Linked DNA regions of Gossypium hirsutum: region 2 is linked to region 1. A link is a contact called in public Hi-C data. All regions are on one chromosome and are shown on one strand. The core of a region is the stretch at or near the end of the contact, and the rest is flanking DNA. Distances in the headings are between cores, read along the strand shown. Region 1 holds the start of LOC107913323. Region 2 holds the start of LOC107948928 (protein GrpE).

Region 1 (5,978 bases), core at 2,581-5,080:
GAGTGTTGAGATCATGTGTTTAAGATTGCTGCCATTTAGTTTTCTGTTGCTAAGTTTAAATAATTCTCCTTTACTTTTAAGAGCTTAGTTTTACGATTTGTTTGGTATATTGTTACCAGATTCTTAGCAAATTTTTAGAACCTTTTTTTCTATTTTTAGTCTTACACTTTTGTATTTAAATCGTTGAGATGCAAATCAATTATTATTCCAATCTTCAATTACTTTCTATCTTAAAACTTCCTTTCTCTTCTTTCTGCTTCAAATCTCTCGATCAATCATCAAAGTTCGAGTTCTAATCACCAACAATAAAATTGACACATGCATTTGGTTGTTGAATTGCCTCAGCCACCTGATCCGTAGCACAGGTGCCAGCTGCAACCAGTGGATGATGCCATGAGGTCTTATTGCCATTAGCAGTTTTAGAAACTTTGACACCAATGACAGCCAACTGTGCAGACTAGAATTTGGTTATGTCTAGGAATTTATCAACCACAAGATCTATACACAGTGCCAAATGTTACACAAATCAACACAAATATAGAGCCATTCTTTGTTCATGGAAATACATCACCTTAATTCTTTTTTTTTTTTTCATAAAGAATGGCGGGACCCTATCCTTATCTTTCTTCGGAAAGGCTTGCATGCCTCAATGCTGAGGTCAACAGCTGCTGCAAGTGCCATGAAAATGGCAGCATCCTCCACACAAGTCACATGCCGCATAGCTAGCTGCACTAATGGCTTGCTACTCTTACCTTCCCCTTGGACTCTGCAGCTCATTACGAAACCACCGGCAATCGGACTTAATGCTGAAAAGTCCCCACTGCTTTGCGGACTGGGTATTGGAGTTGGTCCCTGCCGCATTTGTCGGTCAGTATCAATGAAAAATTCCCCACCCTTTTCGGCACTAATGAGTATCTCGGACATGAGAACCTCAGCTCCATCTTGGGCTTCGGACAGCAAGTGAAACCGACAGCAAATAGAGTCTCTGATGCCACGCTCACGCCACGCCTCAAGCTTTCCCCAAGGCAGCCAACTCTCTGGCCTGCAAATATCAGGACGAACAATCAACCAAGCTCCTGGGTTGGACTTGGCAACCCAATCACAACCTGTTGATGGAACAAAAGGAGTGGTTATGAAGGCTGCCGCAACAGCCGAGCCAGAGAGATCATGTATCTTCACCTTCCATCCTTTCCTTTCTCTTCTCTCCGTCTCTATCTCTGAACTGTCAGCCGAACCTGTCCAATAAGTGCCTAATGGGTCCACCTTTGCTACCCTGCCATCTCAAAGCAACCATTTAAAATTTTATTAACAGTCAACTAATGAGTAGAGAATAATAAAGAATTGTTCATTGATTTTTCTTGAGCAGCCTGAATATGGTTGTAAGAGTTGTTTAAAGGTGTCCAAATATAGTTTTTTAAAAACTGAGTAATTGCAGCTCTTTTAAAATTGAACTCAACAAATGGAAGATGGACGATGAAATTATATAGTTTTACATAACCTGTCTCGACTAAATTCGCAACTAAAAATTGGTTGCTTGATGGAACCTCGAAGCTGTACTATCTGAGGACTCAGCATGGTCACATCTTCAAACTGAAACACGTATCTTGGATCAGGATCGAGTTGTACTCTCAAATGAAGTTCAGCTCCTGGTTTTCCGCCCTCATGCTTGTTTTTGCCGATGCCAATCCATCCATTGAAAAGAATCACCGGCTTCCCTTGACCCCATTCAGGACCCACCTCCAACTTGAATGTCCCAATCTGCTGTCTCTTGACTCCAACACCACAATGTGAACCCTTCCACCCTGTGAAGACAGCGATCTCCAGATAAGCATGGGGGTTATAGAAACAGCCAGGAGTCAGCAAAGCCTTCACATCAGAGTCTTCTAGATAAAAGCTGGAGGCAATGCTGTGAATATCAGGTGTGGCTTCGGGCGAGGACACTAAGGGAATAGATGTTGTTTGCACAGGGAAACCTCGGAGTCGTATCTCACATGAACATGGTGAAGAGAATGCACGGATTCCAGTTTTCGAAGATTTCAGGGCTGATCCAGGAATCCTCAGACCCAAAGAGCCTATTGACAACCTGATGAAAGCCTGAGGATCCATTTTTGTCATAAATATTTCCCCATTGTATAAACAGCTTTTGATTATGGCAACTCAACCCTGTCATTTCAGCAGTCAATAATATAATTAGATCACAAAAAACAAATTAAGATCTTCACATGTTGATAGCTTGAAATAAGATAATTTTCATTTACATATAACATTCAATTAAGGTTATTTTCACACTAGAAAGGTAAATAATATTTACTACATTTTTTCAGCAGCGATAAATGAACAGATCAGTTTATCGCCAGATGTATTCGAGGCCATGATCAGTAGTAGTACGATATGAAGATCTTATCATAAACCTCAGTTGATCAGTTCTCTTGTTTGTCTCAACAAATTGAAAATCTATGCAAAAAATAACCTCCAGGGTCTACAAATGAATGTAAATGTCTATAAGGGATTAAGCTAAACCATATCAGCTGTTGCTTCCAAGCTAAGCAAGTCGCCTAAAGAGTTTATGCTTCTGTTAATTTTCAGATTGTTCTCCTCTAAGTTAAAAACTTTACAGTCTTCAAAGATGATTGAAATAGAACAAACAAGCTCATAGAAGACTAAGAAACAGGAAACAAGGTGATCCGTCAACTTAAAATTGATCTAAAATCTTTGCATTGTAAACGGTGCTTCTTTCATCCAAGCCACATAGAACATAGATGCAAAGGTTGAACGCGTAATCACCAAAAGAACTGAATTCCAGAGGTTTCTGTAACTAAGACCAGTCAAGAAAAATTATATATATGCCTAGAAACAGTCAAGAAAAGCTATCAGCCATCTATGATAGATTTTCCTAACTAACAGAAAAGATGCCAACCATCTATCATCAGTTTTCCTAACAAACTTTTCATTCATCATGAAAATGATTACATAAATTAAAAGAAGCCATCAACATCTTCCCTAAATATTCATCAAGTACTTAGCTATACAATCTGGTTCCTTCAAGTTTCTCTTAAAATACCCAACTGACCTTAGCTAAACCAAAAAAGTTACCATAATTAAGCTTCCATGTGAAAGACTACAGAGTTCAATAAGATCCCAACAGAAAACAACAAACTTGTTGCTTAGAATTCAAATTTCTGATCTTTTAACATACTTTTCCATCAACCAACCAAAACAAAAGCCTTGTAACTTGAACTCCAATGGAAAAACCACCAATAAATGGAATACCTATATTGAATTTTAACAAACATATGTTGGTTACTTGCAATCATAACCCCCCCCCCCGAAAAAAAAAAAAACTAAACTACAAAACCAGCTAAAAGTCTGCAGCCAATCAACTTACAAAAGTCAAATTCACTTGAACAACCCCACACACATAATCACCCTCAAAAACCAGAATTCATATTGAAGTTAAGTAGAAGAACAAAAGAAAATAAAAATAAAAAGAACCCACCTTTGAATGAAGCTTTTTCTTCATAAAAAAGCTGAAGGAAACAAATTTCCCATAAAAGAAAACATATCAAAACATTATTTCCCCCCAAAATCCTCTCTCTTTATGTTCTTTCTACTCCAAAATTTTTTTTTTAAGGAATGTAAACTTTTAATCAGTGTTGTTCAACGACGAAAAAGAAGAAGATCGAAGAAAAAGGCTTTTAAAGGGCTTTAAGGCAATCTGGGTTTTCACGTAAGGGTCTGTTTTTCACAGATCACGAGGAAATACTCTTTCTCCTTTTAATTTTTCTTTAGTTTTATTCCTTTATAAGCCCCTCTTTCTTGGGTTCATTTTTTTTCTCGAATGTGAGTATGTAAATATTATAGTAATTAAAATATTATTTTTGCATAATTGTCACGAAATGGAGGCAGAAAGTAAAGAATTTGTCTTTTTCCTACAAGTACTAAATCAATGGCGGAATAGAAGAGAAAATTATTTTAATAAAATACAATACTAAATACAAAAATATTGAGATTGTACTGAAAAAATAAAATAAAATAAAATAATTGGAGGAGAGAGAGGACGTGAATACAGCTGTAACCAACGCAAGGGTTTGGTCGATTTGCTAAGCAAAGAAGGTATCGTTTTCGGACACATATGCTTCTCAATTTTTCTTTGTATACTTTTATATTTTAATTTTTTAATTTATTTTCCAAAAACTATCCCTATATTATATTTACAAAAAGAAGACGTACAATTTCCAAATTTTCTAACTCAATTTCAAAATATTTTAAGATAAAAAAAGAATTTCTTATTTAATTAAATTACACCATTAGTTATTAAATTATGAATAGATTTTTGTTTTGGTCATTAAATTATTTAAAAATTTTCATTTAAGTCATTCGACTATTAAAATTATTGTTATATGGCTTTCTTTGTTCGCACTATGTGCATCAATTTAATTTTTTTCATTAAACTACTTTAGACATTACGAATCTGTGAATTAAAGTTTAAATAATTTTTTTTTTCGATCTCCGACACTAATAGTCAGGTTGACTTGGATCTATGTATTTTCTTCTACTCGTCGATGAATACTGATTTACCGTATTGATTGTCGAATGGTCTCTTAGAGCTTATTAGCCAAACTTAAAAAAAATAACTATCAAATCATTTAAATAAGAATTTATAAATAATTTAATGACTTAAATAAAAATTTCAAATAATTTAATAATTAAATTGTAATTTTTTAATTAAATAAGGAGAATAAGAGTTATGATTAATGATATATTTTGACTTTTTTTTTTAATTTTTGTAATGGACTAAATCATTACTTATCGATTCACCGATGGCGTAGCGACAAAAATTTTTCTTGATGTGCAACCCAGCTTAACAATACGAATTGATTATTGTTCATTTATATGTTCTTTTATTTCTATTGTTCACTTAATATTGAAAGTATACTTTATATTACTATTTGTATAGTATTAAATTCCCTTTAAAAAAATTAAATTAAAAAATTCTGCTTACAAAATAATAATTCAAATCAACCGACATAAATTAATATAAAATAAAGTTTATTCAAGACTCCTTGTGTTTCTTTACTAAATAAACCTATTTCATACGTAATAAAAATTCTTAAACTGTTTTGTGTAATTTAATTTATTTATATTTAATTTTAAAATTGTTAGACCATAATATGAATAAAGATAAATATGCTAGTTCTCAAGCACTATCAACTCTATCTAGTACACTGTAGGTAGGGGCAGAGCAAGAAAAGACCTTGATCTAAGTTAATATATGGTAAAATGGTACTTGAGCCCTCTAAATAATAAAACTTTGATTTAGTCCTTGTAAAAATAGTAAAATTATAAGTTATACAATGATAAATTTACACTTTAGCACTCATAAAATTTATAATTCAACTTTGCCTCCCCAAAAAAATTATAGCTTCGCCCTTAAATGTTGGACCACTTCTTACACCAAAAACCAATAAGAAGCAAGCTTGAGAAACAAGCATAAGACCACAAGGTATTATCCCTCTCAAATCTATCTTCTTCACTTAGCTAAGATAGTTTACTCTCTTTACAGCCATGGGTCCTTGTGTAACACTCTATACCTGACCCGGTCGCCGAGCTCGAAAATCAGGATGTCACACCATCGTCACACATCATATGCATTACAAATGGTCTCATTATTTAGCAAACATCTTCTATTATAGGTTTTGAATAGTTATAAGTCATACATACTCCAATCATCATTAAAACATGCTAAACATTCATCAAGCGAGCTTGGATCAATATCCATTAGTCCTAAGAACAAATAAGTTGTGAAAATATCCAAACATCATTGCAACATTTATGCAACAATTCTACCACGTTGCCTTTATTTCCCCAAAACATAAATGAATAAATAGCACGTACGAAATAATGCTAAGTTTTGCTTGGATCACTTTTTTGGAACCACACCGCTCACACAAGAACACAACTAATCTGCAATGGTTTAA
Region 2 (5,978 bases), core at 1,609-4,108, 560 kb after region 1:
AAACTAGAAGCTTTCCTCACATAGAAGCCTCTATCTGAACCAGGCTTCCTAGAAAGCGTGGCAGCAACTTGTTTTCCATAACGCCGATCTTCATATTGATAGTCATAAGGTGGACTTTCAGAATAAGAATGATAAGAACTTGGGCGCCTTCTATTATCTTCCTGATTTCCAAGGCTCTGCCAAATTCATTTAAGACGACTATATTTTAAACTACTGTTCTGGGATTTTGTGAATTGAACTCAAATAAAACTGTGAAATAAATATAGAACACCCATATCTAAAAATTGGCCAGTCTGTTTGTTTAGAAAGCACCAATATGAGCAGTGGCTCTTAAACAAAAATCGTATTCCAATTTTCTCTAAGAAAAACAGATAAAGCAAAAGTTCAACTTCGGACCACACCATCCACAACTAAAACCATATTCTCTTCATTTTTTTAATTATGAAACAGGGTTTTAGGAAACATAGCCGTGCAGCACAAACTTTTAACAAAAACTTTTAATTTGAAAACTCACAACCACTAGATGATATACTAAGCTAGGAAGAAATACCTGCATGTCTCTAGGAGGCTTGTCAGATGTATATTTTCTGTCCACATAGACATTCTTTATGAACTCTCTGATTTTATTAGGATTGCTGCAGTAGGAAAAAAGTTATTAGAAAACCCAAAGTCCTTAAGATCATGCTAGGATGAAAGTGATATACAATATGTTCTGCACCTGCTGTCTGGTAATCTTTGCTTCTGCATATCCCAATCTTTGAGATATATATCTCTTGCACGCTGAAAATTGTAAAATGAAGAACATCTTATAACCATCACAGTAAGCATCCCACTTTTCCATGGATAACAACAAATGAAACACTAGTTCAAACCTGATTACCGCCATTCTGAAGAGCTTCAACTTCTTGTGAAATGAACTTTGACATTGATACAGACTTTACACGATGAGTAAACTCACGACTGCAATACAATTTAACATAAACACAAATTACCACAAAGATGGGGCAAAAAAGGATAAAGATTTGAAAGACTTGATTCTGATTCATGTAATCCAACAGAATCATGCTAAGTAAAGACAAAGATGCAACCATCAACCAAATTCGAACAAATGATGAGATAAATCTTTAAGTTAAGGAGCTTAACATCATAAAAATGAGAAACAACAAAAGTTACAACAACGTTTAAATTGCAAAAATCATAATGTATTGATGTATACAACTGATAAAGTTACATACTACCAAATATGTAAAGCTTCACAAAAGTGACTATTATTTATATGGGAAAATTGTGGATGCTTGAGAAACTAAAAGAAAATACTCACTGGATCCCACTGCAAGCCATGCAAACGAAAGTCCAAAAGTTTGTGCAAACATACTGAGGACCCTGAAATGATAGAACTAAAAATTAATATAAAATAAATGGAGGACATTAAAATGGAAAAAAAAAAGTTCAACACTGGAAGCTCGAATAAAGTTAATTTAATCCATTCAAGTAATGCTGAAGAACCGGGTTAGCCTGATTTGAGCAGGAAAAAAATGGTAAAAACTTGGAAGTTGAAATCTGTTAGTCCAAGTTAATTATAAAATGACACGAAAAAGCAAATTTCAACACCCTTTTTAAAACATCTTATTTACCATCTTGAAATTCATTACTAATAGTTGCATTGTATTCATGAAATTCGAGAAACTCATTTTAATAAACATTTTCTATAACCTCAAATCCACCTTCGTTTTTTTTCTTTTTTTTCCCCTTTTTTTTTACTTTCCTAGACTCCAAACAGAACTTGACTATCACAACAATCGGCTAAAGTCATTTCTTACAAAATTAAAACCCCCAAAAAGAACACATTTCTAAAACCATTTACATAACCAGAAATCTCTATCCATCCTGCTTAACCCATCAACTAAAAAGAGACTTTAAGTAACAAAAAAGAACAAATTTCAGAACCCATCTCTTTTTTTCTATAACCTCAAATCCACCTTCGTTTTTTTTCTTTTTTTCCCTTTTTTTTTACTTTCCTAGACTCGAAACAGAACTTGACTATCACAACAATCAGCTAAAGTCATTTCTTACAAAATTAAAACCCCCAAAAAGAACACATTTCTAAAACCATTTACATAACCAGAAATCTCTATCCATCCTGCTTAACCCATCAACTAAAAAGAGACTTTAAGTAACAAAAAAGAACAAATTTCAGAACCCATCTCTTTTTTTCATTTTCCCACGCTTTGCCAGCATCCCTAGCACACCTTAACTATGAAAACCTCCTCCCGACCCGACCTCATAAAATAAAATTTAAAAGAAAAGCTTGAAAATATTTACCACGCTGTTACAGTTAATGCAACGACGATTAGGAGGCAGCTTCATGAGACCTCTTATTATCTTTTCGTTTCTTTCTTCTTCTTTTCTACTTCCCATTTCTCAATATAAGAAAATAATGATCTTCCAAAATTAACAAAAACCTCAAACAAACCCTAAAAAGCTTCAAAAAACCAATAATAAAAACCCAGCATGAATATTTTTTTGGTCGAAACCAAGGTAACCATCACCGATATCACCGGTAACAGTGACTATTCCCCTTGCTCTTCTAAGAGATATACGGCTGAACATAAAATATGCACCATCCCGGATACTTTATTTTGCAGCATGCATCGAGGGAAACTGGAAATTTTAGAGGTTTGGTTTTTGGGGGAATTTTTATTGTTTTTCCGAAAGAAAAAGGAAATGTTGATTGTTTTATACTCAGCTGTCTGTGATTGGGACAAGAACGCTCTGTGCCTTTCATTTTTTTTATCAAAAATATTATTAAAAATATGAAATTTAAAATTTAAATAATTTTATAACGCATATTGGATGGAATGGATATATTGCTCCTTCCACCAGATAAAGGTGGAAGAAGAAATTTTATATTGGAAATATATTTCAAAAAATTTAGTCAGAGGATGTGGTGAAGATTTATTTATGTATTTAAATATAATTTTAAATAACTTTTTTAATATAGTTATTATCAATCAATTAAGCAACGGTCGATAAGATCTGCTTAACAAACAATCATCCAACGGCCGAAATCAAACCTCAGCTTTTCTCTTTTATCTGTCTGTCACCCACCCCATTCTCTCCTCTCCCTACACCTCCCTCTCTCCTTGTACTCACTCTTCGCATTCTCAAGATAGTTTCTTCTCCCATGGCTACTCTCATTAAGACGCTGCCGTTTAAGTCCCCTCCTCCTCTAACTCCACCTGCTACAACCTTTTCCTTAAACTCTTCGAAGCCCTTCCATGTCTGCTTCAAACAAAGACTTCCTCCTTCAAGCCGTCCCCTCCGCTTCAGCTTCACTCCCTCTCTTCGCTTCCTCAAATTGGTTCCTTTTGCTTCCACTGGAGGTGAAACTGACACTATTCATACCCAACAACAAGTTCAAGAACCCCAAATTGAGGTAACTTACAATGGCTCCCATTTTTTTCTGGGTGTGAATTTCTTGTCCTAGTTTATACGTTTATGTTATATTTCTTGAAAAATTGATAATATCATGTATGGGTGTTGGAACTTAACGTTGAAGCTTGCTAGAAATGAGCAAAAAGATGGTAACTTGCTAATGTATAGAATTTAGCTGTATCGAGGAATTTTCTTATCGAAAATCTTCTGTTCTTTGTAGCTTTATCGATTGGATATGCTTCACCGACTATAGACGGCTACTTTTCCCACATTTAGTAGTTATCATGAGCATTGTTAAGTTGTCCTACGTTTATTGTCCCACACCATGTTCAAATAGATATAAGACATAGTTTATCGAATGTTGGGGCAATCAACTTTTTTTTTCTTTTTGTGGCTACTCGACACGGTATTGGATAATGTCGTTCACTTTAGCATTTCCCAATTACCATTTACTAAATAGTTTAATGCACGGAAGCTTTTTGATATTTCGTGGCTATCATAGCTTTTCTATGATTAGGAGTGTTTAGAGGGATTTTTAATGGAATCCAATCAAATTATTTTAAAATTCACATGAAGGAGCAAATGAGCAATTTGTGTGGATTGAAAAGAATCAGTGAAATCTAGCAATGAACTAGGAGATTGTTCTCTTTTAGGCCATGGGGATGAGGTCAAGCTGAAACTGATGAAGATTGGGTTGAAGGGAATCAGGACTTGAGTTTTAAGTGCATTTGTCTTTGTAACAATTATTGTGTAGTTTCTAGGCTTCTAGGCATGTTATATCCTGAATTTACAGTGGCCAACTTTATACTTGGTTCAATGCTATTCATCTTGAAAGTGAAACATGGTGTTATAGAAATTTATAGCCAAATTTGGTGGTTGGCTCCTTTCTAGAGATGAATGTAACCTATCTTCAGTTGTTTGTGCCATAATGTCACAACTGAACTTTGATATATTAATTACCTATTCCTATATTGCCTATGCATATCTTTAGAAAAGACTTATGACTTTGAATGCTTTGATGATAAGCTGTTTATTCTGTCCCCCTTGTATCCTTATTACTTTGCTGTTACAATATCTTTATTTCCTGCACCTATAGGTTGCTATGTTAGTAAGCGTTAATTAATCTTCTATCCTTCGGGTTTTCTTTCTTTTCCTGGACTCTGTATTTACTTGTCTGGTAGAGAGTCTAAATACTTTTACTTTGTCTCATAAAGCTTTAGTCTTTAACTTCTTTTCTTCCACACAAACAGCATATAATTAAGGTGAAGTCAGTTGGAATACTTTTCACTAAATGAGAACCAACGCCACCCCTTTGTAACTTTTTGCCGTTGTAGGTGATCCATTGGAAGATACAGTAAAAGTGGGATGTAAATGCTAAAACCTTATTAACAGAATATAATTTTCCATCTTCTTGTTTATCAATTACAACACGTCCTTTTATCATTGTGTAAGTTTGCAAATTGCAATTCTGCTGAAAAATTTTTTTTTCTTTAACCTCTTTTCTTTTATAACTGTAGCTGCATATTAAGCCAGTAAACAACTTTAAGATCGTATTATATGTATCACCTAGTATGTTTTAGGCTGCCAAAATGTTCAATATGCCAGATAAGTAGATGTGCAATCACAAGCTTCTGTAGAATCCTTGAATGATGGAAGAGTGTTACTCAAATAGACGACTACTATAACCTGTCATAGGAGGAGTTTTTGCTGTTACTGCTTTCTAGATATTTCTATTCCATGATCTCTTGTTAGCCTAACTCATTCTACCATATTGATCCTTGAATCGAGAGGCTTGCACCTTCTTTTCTACTCAATGATACATATATATTTCTGGTTTTTAAAGAGTTGAGTCCTTAACACTTTTATTATTCTTCTTTTCCTATTGTTGATGAAATTTTATTTCAGTGTTAAAACATACAGCACATCCTAACTTGCTAGAAGGTTGATATCCCAACTTTTTCACAAATGCACCTTATTCTGACACGAAAGGAAAGCAATATCAGGTCGAGTATTTGATTTTAATATTTCGGGATCATTGTCATATAACATGATTCTCTAAGGTTGATTGATCGGGTTCTTTTAAGGTCGTGGGGTGCCTGGCACAAGGTTCAAAGATTGAGAGATTTTTCCATCTTTTTCTATTCTTTTGCAATATTTTTCTTTACATAGATCTATTTTATTGTATTGTCACAGACATATGTGGCTGCATTTTTCATCCTGATGGATATATATGTAACAGGACTCTTCAGATGTTGATGTTGCTGCTGAAGATGATACTGCTGCAGATGAGAGCAGTGATGTTGAAGAAACATCTTCTTCAGCCATTTCATCATTGCTCCAATCATACAAAGAAGCTTTGGCAAGTAATGATGAGTCAAAAGTTGCTGATATAGAAGCATTGTTAAAATCCATTGAAGATGAGAAAGTTGATCTTGAAAAGAAAATGGCTTCTTTGTCAGAAGAATTGTCAACAGAGAAGGATCGAGTTCTTAGGATTGGTGCGGACTTTGACAACTTTCGCAAGAGGACAGAGAGAGAGCGCC

What was found. A called contact is a pair of places that touch in the nucleus more often than the background predicts.
Region 2: a Hi-C map of leaf shows a contact between it and region 1, with 2.6 times the contacts expected there. The contact joins the promoter of LOC107948928 here to the promoter of LOC107913323 in region 1. A contact is called at or near these places in 3 of 34 Hi-C or Micro-C datasets (all in leaf).

What each region holds. Positions count from the first base shown.
Region 1 is chrD11:48,919,455-48,925,432 of Gossypium_hirsutum_v2.1, forward strand. LOC107913323 reads right to left here and starts at 3,831. Exons shown (of 3, transcript XM_016841872.2): 1 at 3,497-3,831; 2 at 1,499-2,163; 3 at 452-1,273. The coding sequence starts at 2,115. The coding sequence ends at 592.
Region 2 is chrD11:49,481,370-49,487,347 of Gossypium_hirsutum_v2.1, forward strand. It overlaps LOC107948928 (protein GrpE), which reads left to right and starts at 2,859. Exons shown (of 3, transcript XM_016883595.2): 1 at 2,859-3,436; 2 at 5,675-5,978. The coding sequence starts at 3,185. LOC107948926 (probable ADP-ribosylation factor GTPase-activating protein AGD14) reads right to left here and starts at 2,539. Exons shown (of 13, transcript XM_016883593.2): 1 at 2,323-2,539; 2 at 1,322-1,383; 3 at 873-960; 4 at 719-780; 5 at 551-635; 6 at 1-176. The coding sequence starts at 2,418.